2 separate regions of the Rattus norvegicus genome follow, and region 2 is linked to region 1. Evidence: chromatin contacts called from public Hi-C data. All regions are on one chromosome and are shown on one strand. Each heading gives the region's core, a stretch centred on a gene start, on an enhancer-like site or on the middle of the called end of the contact. The rest is flanking DNA. Distances are from core to core; before and after follow the strand shown. Region 1 overlaps Arhgef17 (Rho guanine nucleotide exchange factor 17). Region 2 has its middle 38 kb from the start of P2ry2.

What was found. A called contact is a pair of places that touch in the nucleus more often than the background predicts.
Region 2: a contact with region 1 is called in a Hi-C map of mammary epithelial cells, with 3 times the contacts expected there. The contact joins two enhancer-like sites. A contact is called at or near these places in 4 of 12 Hi-C or Micro-C datasets (Schwann cells, kidney, mammary epithelial cells and 1 more).

Annotation. Positions count from the first base shown.
Region 1 is chr1:164,674,088-164,682,033 of GRCr8, reverse strand. All of the region lies in intron 1 of Arhgef17 (Rho guanine nucleotide exchange factor 17), which reads left to right. Among named protein-coding and RNA genes, the nearest start is that of Mir3102, 22 kb to the right of the region's middle. Within about 2 kb of position 3,668, at least 24 of the 93 cell types and tissues checked have an H3K27ac peak or open chromatin away from gene starts, as enhancers often do.
Region 2 is chr1:164,813,243-164,821,188 of GRCr8, reverse strand. It overlaps a transcript of Fchsd2 not described here. Among named protein-coding and RNA genes, the nearest start is that of P2ry2, 38 kb to the right of the region's middle. Within about 2 kb of position 3,753, at least 19 of the 93 cell types and tissues checked have an H3K27ac peak or open chromatin away from gene starts, as enhancers often do.

The DNA of each region.
Region 1 (7,946 bases), core at 2,419-4,918:
AAAACCCAGACCAAAAGGTTTTGGAATGGTAGGTGGAGGAATCCTCCAGATCCCAGGCATCCATTGGCCCTGGCAGTCTGAGCTGGTGCCCAGAGACTGGAGGCTCCAGCACATGTGGCCCTTCTTCTGTAGGGCAAGATGTTCCCAGAGTACCAGTGAGGGGCGACTGAGCTCTTCAGTTCTGGGGTGTACGAGCAAGGACTGCCAGGGCCTATCTTGGAGGAGGCTGAACTAGTGGTTCTTAGACACATGCCTTCCAAGAGTCTCTTAGAGCCTTCTTCCTGGGGTAATGATTCAGCCTCATTTATAGCAGCCAGTATTTGTGGAGTGCCCTCTCGATTCCTGGTACTGTGCTAAATAAGTGCTTTCTACTCTCTGCGTTATAGATGAGAAAATCGAGGTACAGATTGGTCTTTCCGAGTCAGTCAGCCATCAAGAGTGTCCCTGGCTGTTTCCTCTTCTGCCCTGTCCCCATGCCTTGGCCCTGCCCACCGTTGACATTCCGGTGACTTCCAGGTGTGCACCTCCCCCCATCTGTACATGGAGACAATAGTTATGTTGGCATGAGCGCCTCTTGCTTTCATTGGATAACACAGTGGACTCCTTCTTTGTAACATTTCAGAGATCTTCATAAGGGCTATGACTCAGGCACCCTCCCTGTGGTTGGAATTGAAGCAGGCCGTGTGGGTAGAGTCCATGTGCTGAGAGCCCAGGCTGGCACTCTGGACAGATGTAACTGTCCTAACTCTTTTCTTTTACCCAGGGTCCCCTGGGGCTGGAGTCCTGTCTGCTTGAGAAATCTTGAGTGCTGCCTTGTCCTCTGTGACACAAGGTAATAATAGGGCCCACCTAGGAGCTTATTTTGAGGTTAAAGCTAACACCTGTGAGGTGCTTAGTCAGCAGAGAGTGGAATCCCTCCATAGACGGACCTGCTATTTTTAGGTCTTCGCTGTCTTCCTGTCCTGGGGCTCTGTAAAGTTAAGTGATTGGTCCCAGCCGCTTAGTGGTCAGTGGCAGAGGGAGGATTTGGTCTAGCCCACTGCCTAGGCTTGAGAACTCAGCAGGTTATGACTTGTGCAGAGACTCAGTGCTGTCGCTGAGTGGCTATGAAGTCTTAGGAGATTTACTGCTATGGCGTTCTGTAAACTCTATGGTACCGAGTCAACAACGGTGCCACTTACTGTTGACAGCTACAAGTCGAGAGATTCTGAGGACCCAAAGCTAAAGTTTCAGGAGTGGCCATCTGAGCTGTCAGGCTGCCTTCCTAAAGGTGGACTTTGGTCCTGGGACGTGGGGAGCAACCCCTCTGTCTGACACTGGTTGGCCTTCAGAGAAGCATCTTCTAGGAGCTTCTCTTTTAGTTGATGGGAAAAGCACAGAAAGGCCTAGAAGCACAAGCTGCTGGTGGTCGGGCAGAGGCAGAGATCATGCCTGCCAGTGTGGTCCAGGCCTAGTGGTGGCCCTTGGCTTGTGGGATCTCTGAGCCATGACTGGGTAGGAAACTGAGCAAGTTGGCCTGCTGTAATGACAGAAACTTCTGTGGGGTCCGGGCTGAGCCAGACACGCCAGGGTTAATGTAACCGGTCGGTAACAGTATTCCCTGGAGTGCATGGTCTGAGTCAGGTGAGGCCACAGTACATCCTAGCTTCCTGGGTATTTCTGGCCAAGAGAAGAGACCCTAAAACCCTGAGGCCCTAATGGGTCATGGTGGCACACGCCTTTAATCCCAGGAGACAGAGGCAGGCAGACCTCTGAGTTCAAGGCCAGCCTGGTCTACAGAGGCTAGTACCAGGACAGCCAGGGCCACACAAAGAAACCCTGTCTCTAAAAAAAACGAACAACAAAAACCAAAACCCTGAGGTCCCGAGACACTATTGGGAAGCAATACCATACGTCCAGCAGAAAGGAATGGCCCCAGCTGAGCCATAGGAGCACACACACCTTTAATCCTGGCACTTGGAAGGCAGAGGCAAGCAGAACTCTGTGAGAACTGGTCTACAAAGTGAGTTTGTAGACAAGGCTACACAGAGAAACCCTGTCTCAACAAAAACCAAAACCAGGAAACAAAGAGAGAGAAGGGTGTCAGTGTGGGGACCAGTCCCTCTGCCCTTTCAGGGAGTTGGTCATAGACATAGTGGCCTCGCTGTGCCTTTTCATCCCTCTGATACCTGCAGCCTTTGTCTCTGCTCATTCACACCTGTGTGCTGAGTGAATGCACTATGGGAACTGGGCTCTAGGCCTTGGTGGTGCCTCCTCCATCCGTCTGGAGCTTCCAGATCTTGTTACTGTCCTCTGGTGCCCTAGGGAGCATCCTAGACTGGCACCTCATAGTTCTCTGGCATGATAAAAAGGAAGGACTGCTTTGGGAGCCATGACCGTCCGGACAGTCAGTGCCTACCCTGGTCTGAGGTGAGGTGGCTGAGGGAGAAGATTTAAAGTTCCCTGGAAAAAGTGGAGCATAGTTTAAATGGGACCCAGCCAAGAGCCCATGGGTACAGGACCCAGTGCTGAGGAGGGAGAGACTGGCTGCACACTGGATCGGGAGGGCACAGCAGCAGCCGGAAGTCATCCACCTCATTTCCCTGGGCCTTTGGTAGCCTGAGCAGAAGGGTTTCTGGCATTGTCTAATTAGGGAAGATGGTCTCTTTTGGCTGTGGGGCTTTGAGAGTCCCTAGGATTTATACACAGCCCAGTCAGGCCCTGTTCTTTACTCCCTGGGGCTCTGGCCTGAGGCCTGCTTGGCCTTTCCCAGGGTGCCTGGCTCATGGCCCAATGAATCATCTTCCGCCCTACAGGCAAGACACCCCATCTCTATCAACAGTGTACAAATGGACCCCCCCCCCCATATGTGCCTGTCTGAAGGAAGGAGGGAATTGGAGGGGCTGGAATCAAACCGGAGAAACTTCCGTTCCCACGACCCTTCACCCCAGCCTCCCTCCGTGCTACTAAAATGAGTGGAGATGGGAGGCAGCCATTCTTTCTAGAGCAGCCACTGAGCTGTAGTTCTAGCATGTTCCAGGTAGGGAAATAGACGCTGGGGAAAAGGTATTTACAGCTAGATGAAGGAGTGGTTGAAGTTCATGTGGGGCCCTGGCTGGCCTGGGTAGCATTCTGAACAAGGTTTGGAAAGTTGAATGATTTTTTTAGAGCTCTTAGGGGAAGTCTCCTGGAGGTCATCACATCCTGGGGTTCTAAACCAAGGCAGTGCACAGACATGCGTGCAGGTCTGGAGGTACACCCTAGGAGCCCCTAAAATACAAACTTACCAGATTTATTAGCAAGTGCTACTCCTACCTCCACGGCCTCACAGGCGGTCATGACTGGCTCCTGACCTGTAAAATGGTGGGTACAGGGGAGAAATGGGCAGAGAAGGCTGAGTTCAGAATGGACTGGCTCCTCAGATGCTTCTTACATCGGCTTAGGTCCGATGTACCCTCCAGCCTCCACTCCTGCTTCTACTATCTGGGATAAGAAACTTTTCCTTCAAAGTCTAGAAGGCTCAGCTGTATCTGCTTGAAACTGAAGGGGGTGGAGTGACAGAAAACGAAAAAAAGGGGGGGGGGGAACCCACACATTAAAAAGAAAAATCATGGCAGTTAAATTCAAACCACATGCTCTACAACCCCAGCCTGCAGATCTCTGCTGCCACCTAGGAGTATTTGGTGGAAGTGCAGTCCTGGTGCCCCAGCTTCTCCACTTGGGCTTCTCAGCCAAGCCTTTCTCCCAGTCTGATCTCTCTAGTGGGGAATTTAGAACCCTCTTGAGCTTTCCCACCTCCTTCATCTGTTAACAGAAGGGGAAACTAAGTCACAGAGCAATAAGGGCAGTCAGTAGATATATGTTATGTACCCAGTGTGTGTCTATTTGATACTAATTCCTGTTTTTATTATTCTTGTAGTCCTGAGGCAGGCAGACATTGAGACCTCCCTTCTATCTCCATCTTAGCCATCCAGGAAAATGAATACAGCTGTCACCCCCACTTCCTAATTCAGGGTGTCCTGGGTTTGGCCTAACTTCTTGATAATGTGCTCTGTGATCTGGCGAAGTCATATGGCTCTGAGGTGCCATTTACTTGGGGTTAGATCCAAGCTTGGGTCATTCCACTGAAGTTCTCAGCACACATCTGTGGGAACTGGGGTCTTTCCTAGACCTTGGTGCTTCTGGAAAATCAGAGAGGTGCTCCTAGATTCTGTGGCTGTCTTGGCAAGGTATAGATCTGTAGCATGTTGAAGAAGGATGGTCTGGGGAATTATCACAGGGCATTCAAGAACAGTGTGAGCTACGGAGAAAAACTGTACCCCAATTCCCCATTGAGGACCTGGCACTGTATGCTATACCCTGGGCTCTGGGATGCGCCAGGAGTTCCAGGCCAAGAGATGGGCAAGCCAGATTTAGCCATCAGAAGGCAGCCTGATTTCCCCAGCCTGGGGATGGAGGGCTACATCTTGCTTCTCTTACAGCCAGTAGATCTCTGATTTTTTTACTACTGCTCATGCTGGGGTCCCAGCCTGACCCCTGTGGGCCAACAGATAAAATGAGGGTTCATGCAGAAATCATCCCGGTTTCATTTTTCTGTCAGTATAGCAAGAGCTCTGGGTTCAAGCACGGCCTCCTACTGTCTGCAGGGCCTGGCGTCCTTGTCTGCTTCCCTGGGCCTCTGTCTCCTTTTCACTGTGAGTTTCATGGTGGTCAGGTGGTGCCTGCACTAGACTGGTTCTTGTCAGACTTAGCAGTTAACACTGATGTTTGGCTGGGGCCCCATCAGAGCTGTCAGTTGGAATACCTATACGTGGCATGTGGCCCGGCTTCCGCCCAACACGTAGGCCGAGTTTTATGAGTAAGCAGACTGCCAGGTCTCATGGCACAAGCCCCAGGTACTGAGGAGGCTGAGGTAGGAAAGTTCAGGGCCTGCCACAGGTAGATTAAGGATAACTTGGCCAACTTAGTGAGATCCCATGTAAAAGTTAGAAATACTGTTTTTAATGTCGAGAGCAAGCCAGGTGTGGTGACTCTCGCCTTTAGTTAGTCCCAGCACTTGCTAAACAGAGGCAGGAGGATTTTTGTAAATTATAGGCTAGCCAGAGCCACATAGTGAGACCATCTCTCAAAAACTAAATGAGGGCTGGAGGGATGGCTCAGCGGTTAAGAGCACTGACTGCTCTTCCAGAGGTCATGAGTTCAATTCCCAGCAACCACATGGTGGCTCATGACCATCTGTAATGAAATCTGGTGCTCTCTTCTGGCCTGCAGTCACATATGCAGGCAGAATGCTGTACATAAAATAAATAAATCTTTAAAAAAACAAACAAACAAACAAAAAACCTAAATAAACAGGCAGTTTAGCACTTGTTTCCCTTGCAGAGGACTTGGGTTTGAGTTCCAACACTGTAGCTCACAACACCTACAACTCTAGTTCCAGGGGATCCGACACCCTCTTCTGGCATCCAAGAGCACCAAGCACGCATGTGGTGCACATACAAACCTGCAGGCAACACACACACAGGAAATCTAAATCTTTTTGAATAAATTAAAAACAAACAGAAGAACAGCTCGATGCTAGCTTGGTGTGTGAGAAGCCCTGGGTTCAATCCCTGACACCACAAAAGGGGGTTGGTGGTAGAAGAAGCCAGAAGAGCAGGTTTTCAGTGTCATGTGACTTCACTTCTGCCAGTGTTGTGTGTCTAACAAAGGTCCACCTAGGCTGAAGGGGAGGGCCCTGGGCCTCATCCTGTATGAGAGGACAGAATGTCAGATGGACGATTTTGTAGACACTAGCTTTGACAGATTTCACCTGACACATCAACCTAGGGTAACTGCGAGGAGAGGAGACAGTAATGGGAAGGACTCAGTCCATGTCTAATGTAATAAAGACTTTGTAATCGAGGGCTAGCCAGAGCGCTTCTGTTTTCTGTTTGTGATTATTGTGACTGTAGCTGGTTTTGATCGTTATTGAGAGACCTTTGAGTTTCTTTTTTTTTTTTTAAAGATTTTATTTATTATTATATATAAGTACACTGTAGCTGTCTTCAGACACACCAGAGGAGGGTATCAGATCTCATTACAAATGGTTGTTAACCACCATGTGGTTGCTGGGATTTGAACTCAGGACCTCTGGAAGAGCAGTCGGTGCTCTTAACCACTGAGCCATCTCTGCCTTGAGTTTTTAACCTCTGCCTAGAATCACAAGGTTGGTTACCGCCGACTGCTGTGTAGTCATGGTTACAGATAACCAAGGAGCTGCACAGATGGGACATACTTCATGCCCCTCATCATCCTGTCTCCGGCTGCACTCAGGACTCTGCCTCTGAAGCAGGAAGGTGCTTCAGTTGCTTAGGTCCCAGAGCTCTCCCTCCAATCCTCAGAGCTCATTCTCCAGTGGCAGAGCTCCACCCGGGGCAGCCAGTCCCCAGAGATCTCTGTGGCTTGGACATTTCCCTTCCAGGCCTGGGAACTGAGAAACCTTAAGAAGTCTCTCCTTCCAGAACGGAGGGTCTCCTGAGAGCAGGAAGTGATCTAGCGAAACACGGGGAGTGGTTGGTGATGGAAGGGGTGGCGGGAAGCAGGGGCCCCAGGAAATGAAGTGTCTCACCCAGCCCACACACTAAGGGGCACAGTGAGGATTTGAACCTGAAATACATGGCCCCGTTTCCATCTTGGTCTTCATACCATGAAATCCTTGTGTAACTTTTGTCTCCTTGATGATGATCCGAGGAGGCAGCCACTGGGGAAAGAGATGGCCTATTAGGCTGGACTATGTGGTACCAACTCCACTTTCCTGGATGTGGATGGTGCAGGGGTGCCACACAGCCCTGGGTTGCCAGGACTGTCGTCCTTGATCCAGACTTGGCTATGGCAGCATTGGGTTCATCGTCAAAAACATTCCTGACTCGGGAAACCTGTTTCTACCACTGACCCGGAAAGAAGAGACCAGAGAAAGGTGACCCAGGTGGCCAGTGTGTGGGGGAAGTGCAGGCTTTAAGGCAGCCAGCTGGGTCATAGCCTCTCCCAGCAGGGCGGCCTCTCTAAGCTTTCCTGTCTATAAAACGGAGAGAGTCACAAGAAATAGAGCTCTGATGTGGGTTGGAGAGTAAGGAGCCAGCACTTACAAAGCAATGAGTCTTGAGACCCATGCAAACGGCATTTGTCATGGAGAGAGAGAGATCCTCAAGGTTCCCCATGTTCCAGTGTGGGTAGCTCGGGTCTGAAGACCCTTCCCATGAAGCCTTATGAGACCTACTTTCCAGAACCGTGTCTCTCTTAGGAGCTGTCTTTGCTCTTTTGATACAGGGCCTCCTGTGTCCCTCCCTGGTCACCACCTTGCTTATCAAAAGTGATCTTTTTTTTTTTAAGAGTGGCATATTTTCTTTTTTCTTTTTTTTTTTTTTTAAGCTGGGGACCGAACCCAGGGCCTTGCGCAAGCGCTCTACCGCTGAGCTAAATCCCCAACCCCCTCAAAAGTGATCTTGAATTCTGATCCTCCTGCCTCTTTAGTGCTGAGGTTACAGGCATGTGCGTCCATGCCAGGTATATGTGGTACTGGGGATCGAACCCTGAGCTTTGTGCTTGTGAGGCAAGCGCTGTATTATCTGGCCTACACCCTGCTGCCTTGTCTTTGGTCATTTCTTTCAGGTCCTGTCTTCCTAACGAAACTCTTGGTGTGGACATAAGCACCCTTCCTTCCTCCTTCCCTCTCCCTCTTTCTCTCCTTCCCTCCCTCCATCCCTCCCTCCTCTCTTCTGGTGTGCAGGTGGGGCGTGCACATTGACTCAGCATGCACGTGACAGTCAGAGGACATGGGTCTGGGAGTTAGTTCTCACTGTCCACCTTTTTGAGGCAGGACCTCTGTTCTGTCCACACTGCATTGTGCATTCTGGCTGTGCTTCCAGTGATCATGTTTACCCTGCACCGTGCACTGGGCTGGTTGGCTGTGAGCTTCCAGTGATCAC
Region 2 (7,946 bases), core at 2,504-5,003, 140 kb before region 1:
TCTATCCTTTACCAGAGTAGGTCACCAGAGTGGGGTGCCTGGGAATCCAGATAACACCTAGTGTTGCTTAGTGGTCATAGCTCCCTGCCAGCCTTGACACTGTCGAAGGTCATCTGGCCTTTTCAGTGATGAGGTTACACACGTTGACCACCACATCAGGCTAAAATGAAACTATCGTACTAGTGAAAAGGTAACTATGTGGCCTGTCTTTGGAGCAGCATGGCAATTCCTCAGATAAATTTCTCTGATAAGCACAGAGTTCCCATAAATTTAGAAACTTCAGCCCAGCACTCTGAAGGCTACATGGTGAGACCATCCTTCCAAATCAAAACAAAAAAATTTAGAAACTTCACTGCTTAAGTGTACAGCCAAGCCGGTCCATGGCTCCCACTACTTATGTAGGGGAGGTCTGCCTCATCTGGCTTCAGTTGGGGAGGTGCTTGGTCCTATGGAGGCTTGATGGCCCAGAGAAGGGGGATGCTGGAAGGGTGAGGCAGAAGTGAGTGGGTAGGTAGATGGAGGAGCTCCTCTTGGAGGCAAAGGAGAGGCAAACTCAAAATATAAAAAATAAAAAATGTAGGTTGTCTTTTATCCTAGGTCCGGCACCGCAGTGCCCCAAGATATCTGCTGGATATCTTAATTCTCAGTCAGCAAAGCCTCTCAGCCGCTTTGCTCCATCCCATATCACACTGCTGAAGGCCTCTCTCTGAGCCATTAGCACTCTCTCTACCTATCTAGTTCCCAAGGCAAGTTTCCATGCCAGAAACACACATCCCAACTCAGTGGTGGCCCAAACCAGCCGCCCCACACTCCATTACACTTAAATCTACACATGAAAGAACACACAACACAATGACCTTTGACCCAATTGATAAGATATAATTGCTCACCTAAACATACAAAGCCCAATACACATCCATCCCTTAAAAACATTCGCAACAACCTGTAAAGGTATAGCATGGAATCCATATTCTCCTGCCACAGCTTCTCTCCCTGTCCCTCCTGTCTCTTCCTCCTTTCCGTTCTAGTCTCCTCCTCTTCCTTCAAATTTTTCTCCCTCCCTTCCTTCCTTCTCATCCAATGACAGGCCTCCTTCTATCCTGTACCTGCCCTCACCTGTATTTTACAAACTCAATGGTGAGAAGGTTCTGGTGAAGTCACCTGATTCCTGAGTACTGACTAGGCAGCTGTCCTTCGGGCAGTGGGATTAGCATCAAACTCCAGGGCAAACCACAACAGTCAGGAATGCAAGAGGTACACAGATGTACATGCATAACAAAACACACACACATATAGAATAAAGTAAAGGATTTAATTTCAAAATGTAAACACAGACAGAGAAACCAGGTGTCACATACCTATTATCCCAGCACTCAGGAAGCTGAGGCAGGAGGATTGCAAATCTGAAGCCAGTCTGAGCTTCCCAATGCATTTCATAAGATACACTGATAGTTCCTGGCTCAAAAGTCCAAGAACCAGGGATGAAGCTCTGGTAGAATGCTTGTACCGTGTGCTCAAGGCCTTGGCTCCCTCCCCCGTGTAGCCCTCCAAAAGCAAATGTCAAATCGAGGCTAGGGACGCAGCTCAGTGTAGTGAAATGCTTGCCTAGTGTGCAGGGAGCTCTGCTTCAATTACCAGCATCATAATGCCAGGCAGAGTGATACATGCGTGTGATCCCAGCAGGCAGGAGGTGCAGGCAAGAGGAACGTCCTTGGCTGTATAGTGAATTCAAGGTCTAGACTACAAAAGATCCTATCTCTCTGCGTGCACACAGAGTACTATTTAGTCACAGAAAAGAATGAAACACTGCTATTTCCGGACTATCTGTGACTTAGATGAAACCCGAATACATTACACTAAGGAGAAAGAGCTAGACACCAAAGAGGGTACGTTGTATAATTCTGATTCTGGTTATGGGAACGATCCAGAACGGACAAGTCCATACAGAGAGAAAGCAGACTGAGGGTTTAGGGTGGGATAGGAGAAATAGAAGAGAGGCCGTTTATGAATGGACACGCACTTTTGTTGAGGAAGATGTTATAAACTGACCGTGGTGCTGACCAGAGAACATTGGAGAACATAGTAAATATCATTGACACACACTTCACCATTTCTATTACTACTAGTATCTTGTACCCTTTCTTGAGACAGGATTTCACCATGTATCACAAAACGGCCTCCAAGTTATTATGTAGCATAGGCTACCATCCAACTTGTGGCAATCCTCCTGACTCAGCCTCCAGACTGTGGGAACCACCATACCTGGTTTACACAGAGTATGTTAAATGCGCAAATTATATGGCACATGATACTTATCAATAAAACACACATGTATGAATAAATCAATGTAATTAAAATACTTTTTGCGAACAATTTCAGTATTAAATTAAACCCCATGCTAGCATTTTTAAATGTCTCGAACACTTTCCTTTGAGCAGCTGTGTATAGTTCACTTGGGCTCTATCATTGGACTTTGATGCTTTCTACTCATTCCTTTGTTTCAAAACATTTCAAACACAAGGGAAATGAGCAGCACAAGGAGGCCTGCATCCATCTCTCTCTTCAACAGTGACCAGCACAACTCTTGCTTTTACAAGCATTGATTCAATAAACATTCTTGGGCAGAAGTTTTTGCCCACATTGCATGCTGTTTCCTTCCAATTGATACTGAATTCAGCTCATCTTAAATCATTTCCTCGAGCCTTCACAATGCCCTTATAAATGGTGTGATGATTCAGATCTGGCTTTGCCCTTGAGGAGCTCCTAGTCTGGTATGGGAGAGGGACACTGCATTGGAGTGACCAGTGGGGACAGAGGCTGTGTAACTGGAAGGAGCAGGGCTCTATTACCCAGGAGGGTCCTGGTGTAGAGGAATTGCCCCCATCCCGGGAGACTAACCTAGGTTCGCCAGCTCTGCGTTTCCTCCTTTATGCCACAGGGTGGCGCCAAAGTTATCTTTTCACCTTTCTCTGGGTGACCTTGTCTTGGTGATGGTCTCCTCGTAGCCCCAGACTTCTCATATGGTAAATGAAGAAGATAGATTCGGTGAATTCTCTGAAATCTAGACTCCCGATGAGGATCAGCTTTCTGCAGGAGGCTAGAGGCTCCACAGCACGTGCTTGGAGGGGGCTCGAGGATCCCCAGATCCCCAGAGAGAGCTCGAGGATCCACAGAGCGCCTCGATTCTGTCCCAGGAGAAGCTAATGGCCCCTTTGCCCTGTCCACTTTCTACAGAGGCCCATAGGAGCAGCTCTTTATTCTAGCAGCACACGTCTATGGAAGGCACGCTGGGGAGGAGAGTGGGTGGGGATCCACCTGGCGAAGCTGTTCTTCAGGAGTTACCGAGTGAGGACAGCTTAAGGAACGTGTCCTCGATTCAGGAACAAAGTTATGACTGTAGGTGGAGGAAGTGAACGTGAGTCACCGTAGACTTCCAGAGGCCAGGCCTGACATCCGGCCCAGCCTAGTGGAGTTTAGGTCCCCAAGGGCATTAGCCTATTGGGCACTAGGAGGATGATTCTCGTATAGCTGAGGGCGCTTTGACAAAGAAGGTGGGGTAGAGTATGGGAGGTGGGGTGGGGTGTGAGAGATGGAAGGTGTTTACTTTCCAGAGGGCTTTTGTAGTAAACTAGGCCCACTAGTTTGACTGCCTCTTCAGCCTGGGCCAAGCGGGAAGAGCCAGGGGTGGGATGAGGGGTGGGCGGAGCCGGATGCTATCTGTCAGGGTTGGTTCCCAGAGACCTCTCTAGGCTGTGACCTAGCGCCTCTCCTCGGTCCTCTCCAGACTTCTACTTAACCCTGTCACTCCCAAGTCACCAGGGGAAGGCAAGGCCCCGCTCACACATCCTGAGGGCCTACTGTGTGCCAGGCAGGCCTGGAGTGGAACTCTTCTTGAATTCAAACTTCCTCCTCACTTCACAGAGGAGGAAGCAGAAGCTGGCCAGCAGAGGGAAGCCTCATGCCCGAACTTGTCACCTTACCTTTCCCCACCCTCGCAGCTTGATTTCTGAATCACAGTGCATGACCTTAACCCATCCTCCCAGGCCTGCCTCTGCTTCCCTCCTGCACTCCCCAAGGCCATCTAACTGTGCAGTGCTCTCAAGGTCACCCTCAGGAGTTGGGTGTGCTGATGGACGCAGGCACAAGTGGAGGTCCCAGCCCTGTCTGCTGCTGATTTGCTGTGTGACCTTGAGCAAGTCCCTTAAATCTCTGAGCTTCAGTTTTGTCTATTCATTGGAGTTGTTAAGGGAATCAAATAAGATATCAAGAGTAGTCGAGGGGGGCAAGAAGGGGAGTGGGGGGATGGGATGGGGGGGACATAAGGGGATGGAAAGGGGGTTGGATGGGGAGAGGAACATCATTATAGAAGAAGGGTAGGGGGATGGAATAGGGGGCTTATGTCCGGGAAACCAGGAAAGGGAATAACATTTGAAATGTAAATTTAAAAATGTAAATTTAAAAACAAACAAACAAACAAAAGAGTAGTTGAGCGTTGTCTATAATCCAGCACTCAGGAGACCAACGTGAGAGGACTGTGAGATCTTGCCTCACAAAACCAAAACCCATATAAAAAAAAAAAAAAAGAAAAAGAAAAAGAAAAAATGTTTAACATTCTCAATGCCTTATCCGGGCATTGTGCTCAATAGAGATTAGACTTTGTTTAATTTTTCTCCCCTCTCCTTTCTCCTCCTTCTTTGCCGTCATTGTTATTTTGTTTTGCTTTGTTTTTTGTTTTATTTAGGGTGTTGTTGTTGTTTTTCAAGACAGGGTTTCTCTATGTAACCCTGGCTGCCCTGGGCGTGTGTGTGTGTGTGTGTGTGTGTGTGTGTGTGTGTGTGTGTGTGTGTGTGTTGGGGGGTTGTGAACGTGTGCTTTCATGCCCAGCAGAATCTGCATTTTCACAAGCCCCTCAAAGCCCTCAGGCAGACAAGGGTGGGGCTGCTACCCTGGGTGGAGAAAAGGCCCTGACTTTGGGACTGGTCACTGGTGTCTCCAATCTACTCCCAAGGGAAGCTTATCTAGTCCTCCTACACTCCTGGAGTTGGTACTTAGGTTTGTGGTTATCTAATTCAGCCTTGAGGGGACAGGTCGGTCCCCTTAACCCTGTCCCAGGAGAATATAAACAGCAACGCTCCTCCCTGGTGCCTCCCAAAGCTCTAAAAGGCTGGTGGCTGGCACCCAACTCAGAGCCCAAGGAGCTGGCCCCCTTGTCCTCCAAGCTCCTTTGACCTGTGCCTATAGGAAGCTGTGACTCTCGGCTCCCTGCATGGCGCCAAGTCCCTGCTGAGACTTTGGCTGGTCTCTCCACTTGCGCTGGGTGAGGACTCCATTCCTGGCACTGTGGGAGTCTACAGCTGGGGCCAGCTCCTGCTCCCTTTGCCTTGGAGCTAATTTTAGGGCCTCCTAGTCCATCATCTCAGCTCAGCCCCTGGGTCAGTTCCCAGCCTCTCAGTGGTGAGGTCAGTTGGGGTCTTGGAGGAGTGAGAAGGCCAGACCCAGCTTTGGTTCCAGAGGTGAAATTAGAATCCTTGTCCCCCATCCAGCTTCTCCCACCACTGCTTGGGAAGTCACCCTCAGAGCTAACTGGCAGGATATGACAAGAGTCATCCTTCCCCAGCCTGGTACATGCTCAGCCTCTCTGCAGAGACAAATGAACCATGTTTTAAAGTTAGAGAGAGCAGAGAGGACGGAACAAAGATGCCTGGGAGACTGGATGCCTCAATACTCATCTGCAGAACCCGAGAGACAGTCATGGCAGAGTTAGCACAAAAACTCAGGCCTCCCCAGCTGGGCTCTAGATCCTATGACCTGTGAATGACCATGTAGAATGACAGAGAGGGGGAGGCCCTTTCAGGGGTCCAACAAATGCCAGTTTCTTTCCTTTCTTTCTTAGGATTCTGCTTGTGACAGTGTCACATGACCTTGAACTCGCTATGTAGCCAAGCGTGACCTAAACCCCTGATCCTTCTCTTTCTACCTCCTGAATAGGTGTGTACCATCATGCCTTGCTTTGGAGGGGGGTGTAGGTATGGAGATTGGGAGACACAGGGCTCATGTAGCCCATGGGTGCCACCAACTCACTATGTGGCAGAGGCCGGCTTTGAACTCCTGATCTTCCTGAGTCTGCCTCAAGTGCTGGGATACAGGGATGGATCACCATGTTCAGTTACATGAAGTGCTGGGATTGAACTTTTGGGATTGGGCTTTTTGTGCAAGCTAAGCAAGGACTCTACCAACTGAGATATATCCTCAGCACCTCTGTCTTTTTGAGGGAAGGGGTTATTACTTTGTAGCCGAGGCTAGCCTTTGGATTTGCTACAATTCTGCACTGGCCTTCTGAGTGCTAGGCCTTGTACCTGTTAGGCAACTGCTACATCTCCAGCCCTCTCCTACGCAATAGGTATAAGGAACACGATCCCAAGATATATGGAAGGGGCAAAGGAGGTGAGAGGGGTTTAAAGACTGTTGGGGACTCAGCATACAGTGTGCCCACCCGGGGGATATGGTCTCTGTCAGCTGGGGCCTTCCTTGTAGAACCTCAAGCTCGCCCTCCCCGACCTCCAACCATCCCTACCCTGCTCCCTCTTGACCATGCTGCCTAGGAAAAGTAACTTGAGGCCGACCTAAGCAGTGGGCAAGGAGCTGTAAGCAGGGCTCAGAAGGAAGCTGTGGGACACACCCCCACCTCCTCACCAGCCTTTGCCCCTTCTGTCTCTGGACTGTTACTCCTTCTGGGTCCTTCCCACCCCCTCAGCTCTTCCCATGATCTCAGCTGGTCTCCAGTTGGCTCTTTCTTGGAGGGCTGACTGAGCATGATGCTAATTGTCAGGCTGCTGGCCAACGAGCTGCAGTTTAGTCTTCTGGAGTCTTCTCTCTCCTAGTAACCGAGGAACCCCTGAAACAATAGACTCAAAATCTTACATCTGAACCCCCAACTTCACATCTGTGAGCATCACCCAAGCTAGATGGGTCCCTCTCTGGGCCCCAGCTGCCTCATCTCTGCTCATTCTGGTTCCTAGAAGTCCTCTGTGGGCTGTGCCTGCCCTGTGGCCCTGCTGGTGCCCAGGCTCTGGCTGCAGGGGCCGTAAGAGGGAGGACCTGTGTGTGTTTGGCTGGCACTCAAGACAGATCCATCTTAAATTGTTTTGAAACAAAAAATTATAACCACCCTGACAAAATTGAAGATATTCTAAGAGACTTTTCTCCTTGACTATTGTGCTTATGGATCCAGGACCTTAGAATTTTTCTGGGAGAAGGAAAAACATGAGATTTAGTGTCTCCCAGTAAGAGATTTCACACCGTTCTGACAATTTGTTAGACCACTATGCAGGAAGGACAGAGTGTATCCCAAGCAATGATGGCCAGGACCTCAACTTGTCCAGAATTAATAGAGCTCTGCAAACCCACATCCCTCTGTGTAAGTCCAAACCTCATGTCGGGATCCTGAGGATCAACTTGGGCTTCACAGGATCTCTGGGCTCATCTTTCGATTGTGACCTCCTTACTCTGTTTTACTAATACTTGTCTGTTTAACCGGCTTGTTGAAGGTAGAAGGCTGATGAGGAACCATTGTGAACACACACACACACACACACACACACACACACACACACACACACCTTATTTACCCAGATCACTCCCAAAGAGGACTCTCCAAATGGTTGAAATCTAAAGATAAGAGGCCTTGTGGAGCAGGTTCTGCGGTGAGCCAAGGCTGACAATGAGTTGGTCCATAGTCATTGGATAGACAGGTGAGGTGAGCTGAGGCCACAGAGCGCAGGTCAGGCAGGGCCTCTGATGCCAGGCAAACAGATAACATGGGCAATGGTGAGACATGGAAGGGTTTTGCACAAAGACATGACAGCATTGGGATCCACCTCTGGCTGCTGCATAGAGTATGGATTGAAGGCGAACGGAGGAGAATGGAGGGGCCGTCTGCTTTCCAA